3 separate regions of the Gossypium hirsutum genome follow, and all the other regions are linked to region 2. A link is a contact called in public Hi-C data. All regions are on one chromosome and are shown on one strand. Each heading gives the region's core, a stretch centred on a gene start, on an enhancer-like site or on the middle of the called end of the contact. The rest is flanking DNA. Distances are from core to core; before and after follow the strand shown.

Region 1 (4,265 bases), core at 873-3,372, 140 kb before region 2:
AGCCAAGGAGTTCAGGGTAGCTCGTTAGATTGTTGAGTTAGACGAGTTATGGGTAGTTTAGCTGCTGTCTCGGATCTTATGAGCATCAGCATCTATTAAATATGTATATTGGTGATTGCTTGGACTTGATACGAGAGGGATGGGTGATGGAGGTTCGGCATATTTTCCGGGAAGGTAACCATTATGCTGATCATCTCGCTAACCTGGCGCATGAAGGCACGAATGGGCTCGTCCGTTTGCCTAATCCGCCTGACAGCCTTCTCCCTTCACTGCATGCTGACGCCCTTAGGCATGGGAAGCTTAGATTTTAGTGTTGCTGTATTTCTGCTTCTTTTGTAAAGAAAAGAGAGAGAGAGAGTAAACTACCTGGTGGTCACCCAACTTTTGGGTAGGTTTTAATTTGATCACTTAACTTTAAAAACTTTCAATTTCATCACCAATATTTTTTAAATTTAAAATTTTAGTCATGGAAAGTTTAGTGAAATTTTTTATTGGCCTAATAACAAATTAAAATTTTCAATATTTGTATATTTTATCAATTAAACTTTAAATTTAAAAATTTAACAAATTTAACCCTCAACGCTTACAAAATTTATCATTTAGTTCTAATTCTAAAAAAATTATTACATTTACAAAAAAATTCGATTTAATTCTAAAAGACTCTTACAAGAAATCAGTGATGATTTGTTCCAATTTGGCTTCTTCAGTGTGAGATGATGGCACATACTTATAAACAAGCCAAAAGTGGAACAATCAAGCCCTTCAAGGGAAATTGAAACACTTGTGCAGATAATTTCACAGGCATAAGGAAATCGGAGAAAAAAAACCCAATAAGAAATAAGTCAAAAAGAACTAAATTAACCAACGAAACTATCAATTGAAGTAGCGAAAAACAATATCTAAAAGAAGCAACTATCTAAATTACAGGGGAAACCCATTAAAACACACACACACACACACAGAGTTCAGACTCTTGCTTCTCCAAAATTAACTAGGCCTGGTTAAGGAACACGTTTGGGCGCATAGGTCTTTTCCATCTTTTTTTTTTCTTATTTTTACCTTTGGGGTTTTCTTCTCTTCATTCTTGTGCAAAAATTGAATAACTTTCAAAGCAAAGCACAAAATTGCAGAGATAGAAAAGAAAAATAAAACAATTAAAAAGAAAGGAGAGAAGCTGAGAGGGAAGCAATTCACCGATTTGCTAGTAGAGAGAATACAGGATCATTGTTGTGAAAATTACTGAAGTTTGTGAAATTTTGTAAATATTGAGGGCTAAATGGCTAGATTTAGGATCAAATTGATAAAATGTATAAATATTGGAGAGTTAAATTTATTATTAGACCAATAAAAAACCACCCATGTCAGCTTTCTATTAAGTATTTAACAGGGTGACTAAAATTTTAAAATTTAAAAAATTGATGATAAAATTGAAAGTTTTTTAAATTGGGTGATCAAAATGGAACATACCTAAAAGTTGGATAATCACCTAGCTAATTTATCCAAAGAGAAATTACACAAAAGAATTGAGGTTTCATTGATTTTCTTTTTTAAAAATGTATGGTTTTCTTAATAAGATTTGCTGTTTCGGTTAACATAAATTCAACCTTTTTATGCAACCTTTCATTTTTATATTTAGATTTTGACACATAGATAATAACATGAATAATAAATAAATTTAAATATTAAAAATTGTAAATATAAAATTAAGGTTGGTTGAAATTGGATCAAATTTATCGAAATTAGTGAAATTTGAAATTTTTAATAATTTGTTTGATTAAAATCGTAATGGACACGTGCTTTCTTACACATAAAAATTATATTCCAACTTTTCTCTAAAGAATATCTAACAATAGTTTCCATGGAATGAATAATCAATACAGATGCTAAAAACAACAATGCTTTCGAATAAGCATAAGTAATCAAATGAAATAAAGCCGCTTGTTAAGACCCCATGCCTAGAGTTAACATCATATAATCCAGTTGGGACATTGTAGAATAGGCTAAACCCGAGTGGATAAAGTTAGATTTAGAGAATTTATGGGTAACTGCCCAATCCCAGACCAAATTAGGCCCAACAGGGGAAGCTTTTGAATATAGCCCATCAGTACCTCAACATCAATGCTGCCTTTAAAATAACCTAAAACCCTCTTCACGTACTACAATCTAGCTGTTCCCAAAACCCTAGCAACCTTTCTACCCCATGGCTTTCACTTCCATTCTCCGGAAAACAGCTAACTCCTTAGCACCACTCGCTATTCGACTCACCCGAGTCCAGAGAAATTACCACTCTTGCATCTTCACGGCCTTGAACCATGGATTCCAGCCTCAGCAACCTACTGTGAACCGTTTTTACCCAAACACCCTACATTTCTCAACGGCTGTTGATTCTCAAAAATCCGCTTCTGATGAGTCTCTTCTCCGAGTTATTGAGTCTGAGATTCAGTGTGCCGAGGAGAGTGATGAATATGATCAGGTGAGTAATTAATTAGTTTTTCTTTTCCCCATTTTCTTTGTCATTTAGGGTTTGTACGAAAAGTAAGTGGAAAAATAGAAGTTGGATTTTGGGTGTTTTACAATCAAAATCGTGTCAACTGAAGACTTGTAGGGATTGAATTCAAGAGCTGTCTTGGAACATGGTAACACTCATTGTAGCACTTATATCCGACCCGAGAAACATAATTAGAAGCTGCTTTTAGTCGTTTACAATATGGTTATTGAGAGAATTTGTGGGGAAAAAAAACAGAACAATCGCTTAATAGCTAGTATTGATGTTAAGTTTTCAAGCTGAAAACAATGCTTTATTTTGAATTGTCTTTTAATCATTTAAAAAAAATTTGTTTCTTCACAGGCTGAAGGAACTCCAAGTGAATTCCCTTTCAAAATCGAAGACACTCCTGGGCTTCAAACCATAACATTAACACGAGAGTATGATGGTGAACTCGTCAAAGTTAATGTTCACATGCCTGATCTTGTCACTGGTGAAGGCGAAGCGGATGATGACAATGATGATGACACTGAAAAGCCTAGTAAATCAAATGTCCCATTGGTTGTTAATGTCTCAAAAAAAGATGGTCCGAGTTTAGAGTTCAACTGTACCGCTTACCCTGATGAGATTACCATAGATAGTTTGTCCGTTCGAAATCCCAACTCGGAGGATGAACTCGCCTATGAAGGCCCAGATTTCTAGTAAGCCTGTTCGATACATTGTGAAATTGGAATATTGATTTGCATGGAATGCGATTACTAATGTTCTTGTTTTGCAGTGATTTGGATGAGAACCTGCAGAAGGCTTTTCACAAGTATTTGGAGATCCGAGGAATCAAACCGAGCACCACAAATTACTTGCACGAGTACATGATTAATAAGGATGGCCGGGAGTATATTCTGTGGTTGAAGAACCTCAAGAAGTTCATTGAAGAATGAATAGTTTATGAAAAATGGTAAGGTCAAACTAGCACCGTTCCAAGTTGTTGTATGAACTAAGATACGAGTAGTTTTACCTATTTTTAAAGAGATTAGGTCGTCTTTTTGGGTTAGAATTCGGTCCATTTCCGGTACACATTCTTCATTATCATTCACATGGTGAAGAATCCATCCATTAAATTATATTTGTGAGTGAATAGTGAAAATATGTATTGGAGGGTTGGGAGGGGAGATCTAAAAAAATAAACTATAGACTTGTTTTTATTTGATTTTTAGCCATCTCAAAGTCATTGGTATCATTTATGTGATTTAAACATACTCACCCCATCAGGAAAAAGATTTTATCAACAAAAGTAGAGTTCAGAGAACTATGTTTTCTTTTGTTCAAAGTAGAGATTATATCAAAACCTCTCTTTTTTTCCTGTTCTTTTTCTTTTCAGTTTCACAACTTTCTTAGTAACCAAAAACTCCTCCATTAAAATCATCATAAAACCCATTAAAAATCTAATTTTTAAAAAAATAAGCTTTGAAACCAAATTAACCCATTTCAATCTTACTCATCAAAATTGAACCAATGCTTGAAGAGGGAAGGAACAGAAAAAACTGAACCTTGACGACGAGACGCTTGAGGTCTGGTCCTTTCCAAAAGCTTTACGATATTACACATCCGCCATTTCCCTCTAACTTAGAGCTGGTAGCTCAAACAAAAAGTTGTAACATTTTTGTTAGAAATTTGAGTATTAATTTAAAGTTTAAAAATGTTGGATAAATTTTTAAAATTTTGATGTGTTTTCGAAGCTGAAGGTAAAGTTCCGTGTCGCAGTAGCTGTTCAACGACTCGT
Region 2 (4,476 bases), core at 974-3,473:
TCCTAGGTTATTACAAGGAAAGTAAATGAGGAATGGAGTTTGAAACTAGAATCTCAAGGTAACATACAAGCTACTTAGTTATTATTTTTAATAAATGTTTTATACTGTTTTACAAAATATTCAAATTTTGATAAATGTTTGTTTTAAAAGTCTTTACATTAATAATATTGTTTTAAAAGACTTAATGATTGAATGTTTTCCTACAAATCAACCCAAGTAAAAGGAGGACTTTACTAGGCCACTTTAGTAATCAAATGTAATACCTTTGACTTAGCCAAACCTCTTAAGCCGAATTGAGTGTGTTACATTATTTATCTATTTGTATTAATAATGATATTAAAAAAATTGCTGACACGAAATTTACATGCAAAAATTAATCAATGACTATTACAAAACAAAAATTTCAATGCGTCAACAGTGCTACTACAAAGAATAAATTATTGTGCCAAAATTAGCATACAAAAGAAATTTATCTGATTCTGAGAAGTTCAAATCTTCAGTAACAAAATTTTGGAGAGCACTCTGCTCTTTAATCTGATTTTCGATGTTCAAATTGTTACTCCCAAAATTTTGGGGAGAACTCTTCTCTGGAACCTTTGGGGCTTGAGGCTTTCTGTTATATACTCTACAGAGTGCCCATCCATCAAGCTGGATTATGAAAAACATAATTAATTAATAAGCAACAATAACATTAACTATTCACACTCGAATTACGATTAATAAAACATGTATAGCAGTGCAACATAAAACGAAAAAAATGCATATCTCCATTTATGATAAATATACAGGATGAAGAAAGTTAAAATCACATAAAAATATTAGGGGTTAAAGTGGTATTAAATTTTGGGATCTAATTTAAATTTTCAAAAACTTTGTACGTTTAATGAAATTTATCAAAATTTTGGGGCCAAAGCTCCTTTCACTCCAGTTACATTCAGCCACTCATGATACGAACACAATCGAGAACAGTATAAATGTAGAAATTAAATAGAATAGAAAAGAAAAGAAAAAGTTACCTGGTGACCATTTTTATGAGTTGTTTGAGGAGGATCGCTTAATACATATTCATGCACGATCCAATTGGTTTTCTGTGCTTTTGAAGGTTTCCCTCTGCAATAAACTAGGGTTTTCTTCAAACCAATTAACTTTCCATTGGACTTGACATGTTTATCAGAGTTGACAGCCTTCCAGAACCCGTCGCCGGCGGCTCGATTTGGTCTTTTGCCCTGAGGATGCTTCCGGTCTCTCGACGTGAAGAAATACCATTCATTTATCGTTCCATTTGACGACATGTTCCCGCTTATGGCTGCGTTTAATATCAATCATTAAAACAAAACAAAACAAACCCACAAATCCTTCATTCATTCATAATATAAAGATTGAAATGAAAAACCATACATTTTACCGATTCAAAAGAAAAAGAACCCCCCACCGCCCCCAAGAAAATATGCAGATTATGAAATAAATACCTGTAAGAGTATCGGGATCATATTTGTAAAGTGGAACCTCCTTGATTCTGGTGGGTGGTAATGGTTTATTACGAGCTTTGCACATCAAGTAAAATATAAGTTCATCATCTCTAGGCTTGAAACGAAAACCAGACGGCATTGACTTCAGATACGCTTCGTCTTCCGCCTCCTTCATGCGTACCATCAATTCTTGATTACCATCTTCTTCCATGGCTGCCGACTTATTTATAGACATAAGATTTACAAATTAGGGGGTTTACAATAATTGTTCAAAGTGTTTATTTATAGACATGAGAGAAGTATAAATTACATAGAATTCTGACATTACAATAAACTTATCTTATAAATTATCAAAACAATTTTTTTTAAACAATTTAAATTAAATAAAATTAAATATACAAGATAAGTATTCATAATTTTAAATATTTAAAAATTTCGTAAATAAATTCAAAAAGCTAAATATATGGATAATTTTTAAAAATTTACTTTGAATTCCTTATGTTGATAAGTGATCAAAATAAATTATTATTTTTGAATAATTTAAAATATTTGAAATATACAAATTATTTTGATAAAATACTTTTTTAGAATAAAATATTTTTTTTGAAATTGAGAATTGATTTTGATTTGGGTACAAAGATAATTATCAACAATAATGAGAAAATATTTTCAAAGAAAAGGGAAAGAGAATAAGGATTAATTTGAAATTTGAATAAAGGATAAGAAGTTTAAAAAGGTGATGAAATTTTTATCCTAATTTGAATTTTGAGGAAAGATAAGATATGAAATCTAGATAGGATTGGATTGGGGTGAATTTCTAAGATTTACAAACGTTCGGGGAATTGCTGCAATTTTTCCAAAGTTCGGGGGCGTGACTGAATTTTTTCGAAGTTCGCCGAATTAAGAGTGGGCTTGTTTCGAACTTGGGTCCCATGAGAGACTGGCGCCTCAGCCACTGGGCTATCGTTTTAAATTATCTTTAAGGTGTTATAAAAATAACAGAAGAAAAAAAGGGATAGGGGGGAAGAATGCAGGGAAATAGGAAAGAGGGTTAACAATTTGGCAACTGCAAAATTCTCGTCTCTTTTGCAACGCTTACAGCTATTGATATCTTTCTGGGACGGTGTGGGTAAAATTATGAATAAAAAGGAAAGAAGGGTTTAAATCTGGGAACTATCAAAATAGTCCCAACATGCTAACCATTAAGCCTAAGTCTATTCCTTTTTCAATTTTTCCTCCAATAGAGTCTCTCAATGAAACATGCAAACTACTTAACCATCCAGCCTAAATCTTATTTCTTACTTAATTTAAATCTATATATTTATTAGATCTTATCTTACATATTCCTTAATATCTTACACATTTACCTTTTTTTCCCCTTCTTTAGCTTATTCAATACATAATTCCTAACACATTCTACTTTAATATTCAATAATTAATATTCATAGTTAGGTCTCTTTATTTTAATTCATTTTTACCTTTTTTCAATTAGGTCCTAATTTAAGTAAAACATGTTTTTTAAGTTAGACCTCTTAATCAAGTTTTGTTTTGGATTGATACAATAAACCCCCAAATCTCAGGGTGTTACGATGAGTTTCGATCAATGTGGAAAAGGGGAAATTTAACCGCCTTTTGTATTTGGCCTCACTGCAATTATTGTAATTAAAAAGAGTAAAATGATTCCGAGCCCCATTTTTACGGTTAAGCCACGTGATAGCCAAAGCGACCACTAGAGGCCGTGCCAGGGGTCAGGTGCCTCCAAAATGGTAAAATTTTAGTTTTAGTCCTTCTAAAACTCCAGGCGTTCTAGTGCCTTTAAAAGCATTCTAGTTGAGAAGAATAAAATGAATTATAGATATCTCTGAAAGGTAGGTCTTCAACAAGGTAAACAGGACAAATTTGAATTTAAAACCTGACTTTCAACTTAAGCAAAGATCTAACTTCACATTGCAGAATCTTAACAAAAATTGATTTAGACATTTGTTGATCAAACAGTTTTAATAATAAGAAGAAAAGATTTGTGGATCAAAAGGAAAACACGAGGAGAATCTAAATAGGACTAATTGTTGGTATTGTATCAAACTCAAGGCTCTTTGCTTATTCAGTTCCCTCAAATCATATCATGCATCTACCATTGTAACAAAAAGGGTTTTCCAGAACAAATTCAGTACCCAAAAAAGAAAAAGAGAAATCAATGCTGAAACTGGGAATTCTAAGCACAGATTGTGATTCAAGCAATGAAAAAAAAAGGAACTCACATTGATGCATATAATCGTTGTCTATTGTCGACAGAACCAGGCGAGTTTCCTCTTATTTTTCTAAGCTGTTAGCAGCAAACTCATGCATGCAACATCTGATAATCCATAAAGAAAATAATTTGTTTTTATATACAATTTTTAAAACTTTTTAAAAATTTAAAAACTTATTTTAATTTTTTTGAACTATTTTATATTTAGCACTAATAAATAAATAAAAGCATTTTTAAATACAATATAAAATAATTTATCCAAAGTTTTATGCATATTTTAGAGTAAAAGATTTATACATTTTAAAAGTTTCAAAAATTTGAAATACTATTTTTAAAACAGTTTTTAAAGTTGAAAAATATTGTTTATAAATTGTTTATAATTTAAAAAAACTAAATAAAAATACATTTATCAAAATTTAAATAGATTACATAAATTAAAGTAATTTTTTATGACTATCAAATCTTTTTTTATAAAACAAACGAGTGCACGCTATAAAAACAAGTTACGTTATATTATCAAAATATATAAATCCTAATTTGATAATTTAAATATATATTAATAATTTTATATATTTTATATATTTTCAACTTTATCTTGTATTATATTTTATTTTTAAATAAAAATATATAATGATAAAAAGATTTATTATTTTCTATGATTTTTTTTAAAAAATGGTTATATATAAAGAATAATAACAAAGGGGATTAATATAATTTACCATTATAATTTTAAAATTATCTTTAATTTAAAAATATATT
Region 3 (3,965 bases), core at 387-2,886, 180 kb after region 2:
AAAGTTAACTTAGGGATTCACCTGTCAAGAATGTATAGTAGGTTGAGCTCTAGATCCAAGATCCTTTTAGGAGTTACAGTAACCACTGCCTCTTAAAACAAAAGAACACCATAAAAATTCATTCGGATAACTTTTCCATCATCTTAAATACAAATAACCTATAAACAAAGCCTTACTTTTTTAGGCATTCATGTAGATCTACTTTTCAGAGTCATAAAACTCACCTCGACATGGACAAATTTATAGAAGAATCTAGAGGTTAGGATCTAGCTTAAAGAAAAATGCTTCTCCTTTCCTCCAGCCATAGGTTTTAATATTTCTAAAAGAGAAGAGAACTCCCTTTATTTCAACTTGAAGACCTATTAAAATAGTCCAAAGTCTTTATTGGAACTTGATAAATGTCACATCACCACTGACTTATCTTATCAAGGGTCTACAAATTCTGAGGAAACTAATTCTGTACTTTCCCTTTCTCTTTTAAATATCATGGTTCTCGTTCGGTTAGTTCCTAACCAACTTACGTTATAACTTAAATTGTACAGTATCATGGGGAAAATGGTATACTACTTCTAACGTGGGCTTATACCTTCAGTATCTATTTACCTGACCACATTATTCTTCTATCAATTCACAATTATCTAGCGTGGAACTCTTAACATCTTGAACATACAATTGTGTCTGCCCCCATAATGCTTCAAAAAGAGCACTTGGGCAGTTACAAATTCGCCAATTGTACTTTTCAAAGGCTACGCAGGACTTTGTGCCAGCAAGAACTGAGGCGTTATAGGCTTGCTCAAAGAATTCTTATACTTATTCAACTTCTTATACTTTACACACACTCAAAACTTACTATTTATGCCTTCCTTCCATAAACATCGTTTGAACACTAGGGTTTCATCGGGTAGGATGCTGCATAATAAGCTAGCGGACATATATAATTAGGGCTCAAATAATTTATAATTAAATTTTAATTTTTCACCTATTAATTATAAACTTACTTAGTAATAAATTCATTCCATTATAATATCGTGATTGAGCTCTCCCCAGTTACATACCATTACAAAAGCTACTCAATAAGTGCTCATCCAATGACCTTGTCATAAGTGTGTTACCCTCATAAGATATCATTAATCTCTTTGGGATAAATTCATTCTCCCAATATGATCCTATTTTATCTCATAGTAGCCATTTATAGTTTACCCAAAAGTAGTTGTAATCATTTAAATTTGTCACAAGTACTTACAATTGTAATTTTATAAATATTATCACAAAAAATAAATAATTGTACCAACTTAACAATAATTACAAATGCAATAGTCTTAATTAGTATAGAGTGATAATTAAAAATTTTGTTAAACACTCATTTGACACGAATTCAAACCATGTTATCCTTATCTCCATCCGTATAATATATAAAAGAAAACATGTTAGGCCTTTAAATTTAAATCTTGTAAATTATAAAGACTAAATTTATAACTTTACTGACTATTTCCTTTTCAACCACAACTGCGTTTTTCTTGTAGTTAAAACCCAGGTGATAGCATGGGCTAGCTAATAGCAACCAACCATTCTTGTGGGTAGTTAGGCCTGGACCAATCCATGGTTTAGAATGGCTTCAACCACTGCTAAATGGTTTCTGGAAACATTGAGTGGTAGCCTAGGAGGGTACATATGGTTTAATGGGCTCCTCAAGACAAGCCTTAGCTCATCCAGCTTGGTAGCTTTTTGGACTCACAAATCACAAGTCCCGCCTTTAACTTGGAATGCTACACCAACACAATAAATACAAATAAATTTAGAAAAAAAAAGAAAGATAATACAAATATGAAAGAAATTATATGAAAACCATAAATTTTATATAAAGAAAATATCTTTTTTGAAAATTTATATAAATATAACATTTTAAACATGATTATAATATACAAATTAATATGCACCATGTTCTATATTATTATAATTTGAGAGTACAAGTGAAAGGGGTCATAATTAAGGACGGAACCAAGATAAAATATCAAGGAGTGGCCAAGCATAGTAGTTTGTACTATTTTAATACTAAATAATTTAAGTTTTATTCTGATAAAAAATTTTGATTTGATTAATACAACTTGTATTGATGCGTATCAATTCGTACTATTTGATATAGGATTTTAATATTTTATTTTTAAATATTTTTAAATATTTTATAAGTTTGGATAAAAAAGAATTATAAATAACCCTAAAATATATGTAAAAATTAAATAATATCCCTATGAATTAATTGAACAGCACACAATCTTATGAGAATCACCAACCACACTACTGATTTTCACAATCACAAACAAAAGAAAGAAGAGTAATTTTAAAATATACAAAAAATTGTTGAGGTATACCTTTTTGTGAAGAAAAGTTCCAAATCTCTTGAACCAATCTTTAGAAATTGCTAAATATATTGCTTTAATATCATGAAAAATTAATTTCTTTTTAGAAACATATTTGAAATAATTTAAAAATAAGAAAAAAAAAACTCTAAACTTACAAACCCAAAAGAAAAAAAAACTCACAAACTTACGGTATGAAAATTTAACAACAAAATGGTGTGATGTGAATAGTGAATTAGTGGTTTGTTAAAAGATAGCTAAAAAATTATTGAACACAATTCAATCATCAGATTTCATGTTTCATTCATGTAGATCACATATGTTAAGTTTGGAGTAAATTAAATATTTAATTATTTGTTTTATGTAAAAATTTTGAAACTTTGAATATATATTAATATAAACATTATTTTAGATCGATATGATAAAGATATCAGATTGATTCAAATATTTACAAGTATGACAAATACAATTATATTGATAAATTCAATAATTGGATTGTTAAAATATTAGTTATAATAAAAGTTACAAAGTGCATCCCTCCCTTTTATATATATATATCCGTGAATAAGCACTTGCTCTTAACAATTAAGTAAAAGACACTTACCCCTATCAAGTTTAATGTAAAATTATCCCTATAGTTTCAAGAATATCTACTTATCTCTCTCAAGTTTGAAAAAAAATCCCACAAACCCCTTTAAAATCTATTTACTAAGCAAACCTTAAATAAAAAAAGACAATTATCTCTTTTTATTATTCATCAATTCATTTTCTATTTGATTTATTCATTTCTCTTTTAATTAAAAAATAACGAAATTTTAATTACATATGAAATCCTACAAAATGAAATATATTTGACTTCTTTCATTAAAAAATTATATTCAACTTCAACTAAAAGTAAATATTTTAAATTTATATTTAATTTAATTATATATTAATCTTGATACATTCATTAAATTATTTTATGTAAAATTAATTAGTTACCATTATTAAAAAAAATTTCATGGAAATTTTATTAAAATATAAAAGTAAAAAATTATCTCAAGATTAATATTATAATTAAATAATTAACATGTATTTGTATAGAAAAATCATTAAATAAGAAACAAACCGTAAAAGAGATGACAATAAAATAAAATAAAATTATAACTTTTATCTCAAGTGATAGTCTAGTTACCTATAAGTGTCTTATAGCATATTGGGCACATATTTATATCCCACCAAGAGTAAATGTTGAGATTTCTTTAGTGGGTGACCATGTATATCCGCGTGGTTCATTTTATTAAGCACCCAACAAAGCGTCCTCACACTATGAACCTTCTACCTCTTTAGGCACCTATGCTTTCATTAGAGTCAAAAGAAAAAAAAAACCCACCAAAGATATTATCAACAAGTTGAAGGGTTCATTGGCTCCCGATGGACAAAACTTTGCAGACTTCTGACAATGGAATCAACTTCCCTCAACAAGGCCTTAGCTTAATTGGATGGTTAAGGTCTTGGGAACTTTAAGATCCCAAGTTCAAGTCCCACTCTTTGTAAACCATGTGTGGGTTCTTAACCTATATTTATTATGGTTTATGTTTTACTATACGTGGATTTTGTATAGATTAT

The links. Hi-C and Micro-C count contacts between places; a contact is called where the count stands out from the background.
Region 1: a contact with region 2 is called in a Hi-C map of leaf, with 2.6 times the contacts expected there. The contact joins the promoter of LOC107955141 here to the promoter of LOC107956826 in region 2. A contact is called at or near these places in 13 of 34 Hi-C or Micro-C datasets (anther, callus, hypocotyl and 3 more).
Region 3: a contact with region 2 is called in a Hi-C map of leaf, with 2.8 times the contacts expected there. The contact joins the enhancer-like site here to the promoter of LOC107956826 in region 2. A contact is called at or near these places in 3 of 34 Hi-C or Micro-C datasets (callus and leaf).

What each region holds. Positions count from the first base shown.
Region 1 is chrD04:12,087,283-12,091,547 of Gossypium_hirsutum_v2.1, forward strand. LOC107955141 reads left to right here and starts at 2,123. Exons shown (of 3, transcript XM_016890868.2): 1 at 2,123-2,473; 2 at 2,849-3,186; 3 at 3,264-3,687. The coding sequence starts at 2,201. The coding sequence ends at 3,423. It also overlaps the pseudogene LOC107955139.
Region 2 is chrD04:12,228,824-12,233,299 of Gossypium_hirsutum_v2.1, forward strand. It overlaps LOC107956826 (NAC domain-containing protein 1), which reads right to left and starts at 2,224. Exons shown (of 3, transcript XM_016892332.2): 1 at 1,470-2,224; 2 at 1,017-1,306; 3 at 301-648. The coding sequence starts at 1,704. The coding sequence ends at 424.
Region 3 is chrD04:12,412,820-12,416,784 of Gossypium_hirsutum_v2.1, forward strand. No RefSeq gene overlaps it. Among protein-coding and RNA genes, the nearest start is that of LOC107955147, 27 kb to the left of the region's middle. Within about 2 kb of position 1,637, at least 2 of the 9 cell types and tissues checked have an H3K27ac peak or open chromatin away from gene starts, as enhancers often do. A contact at or near this core is called in leaf, where this site is marked.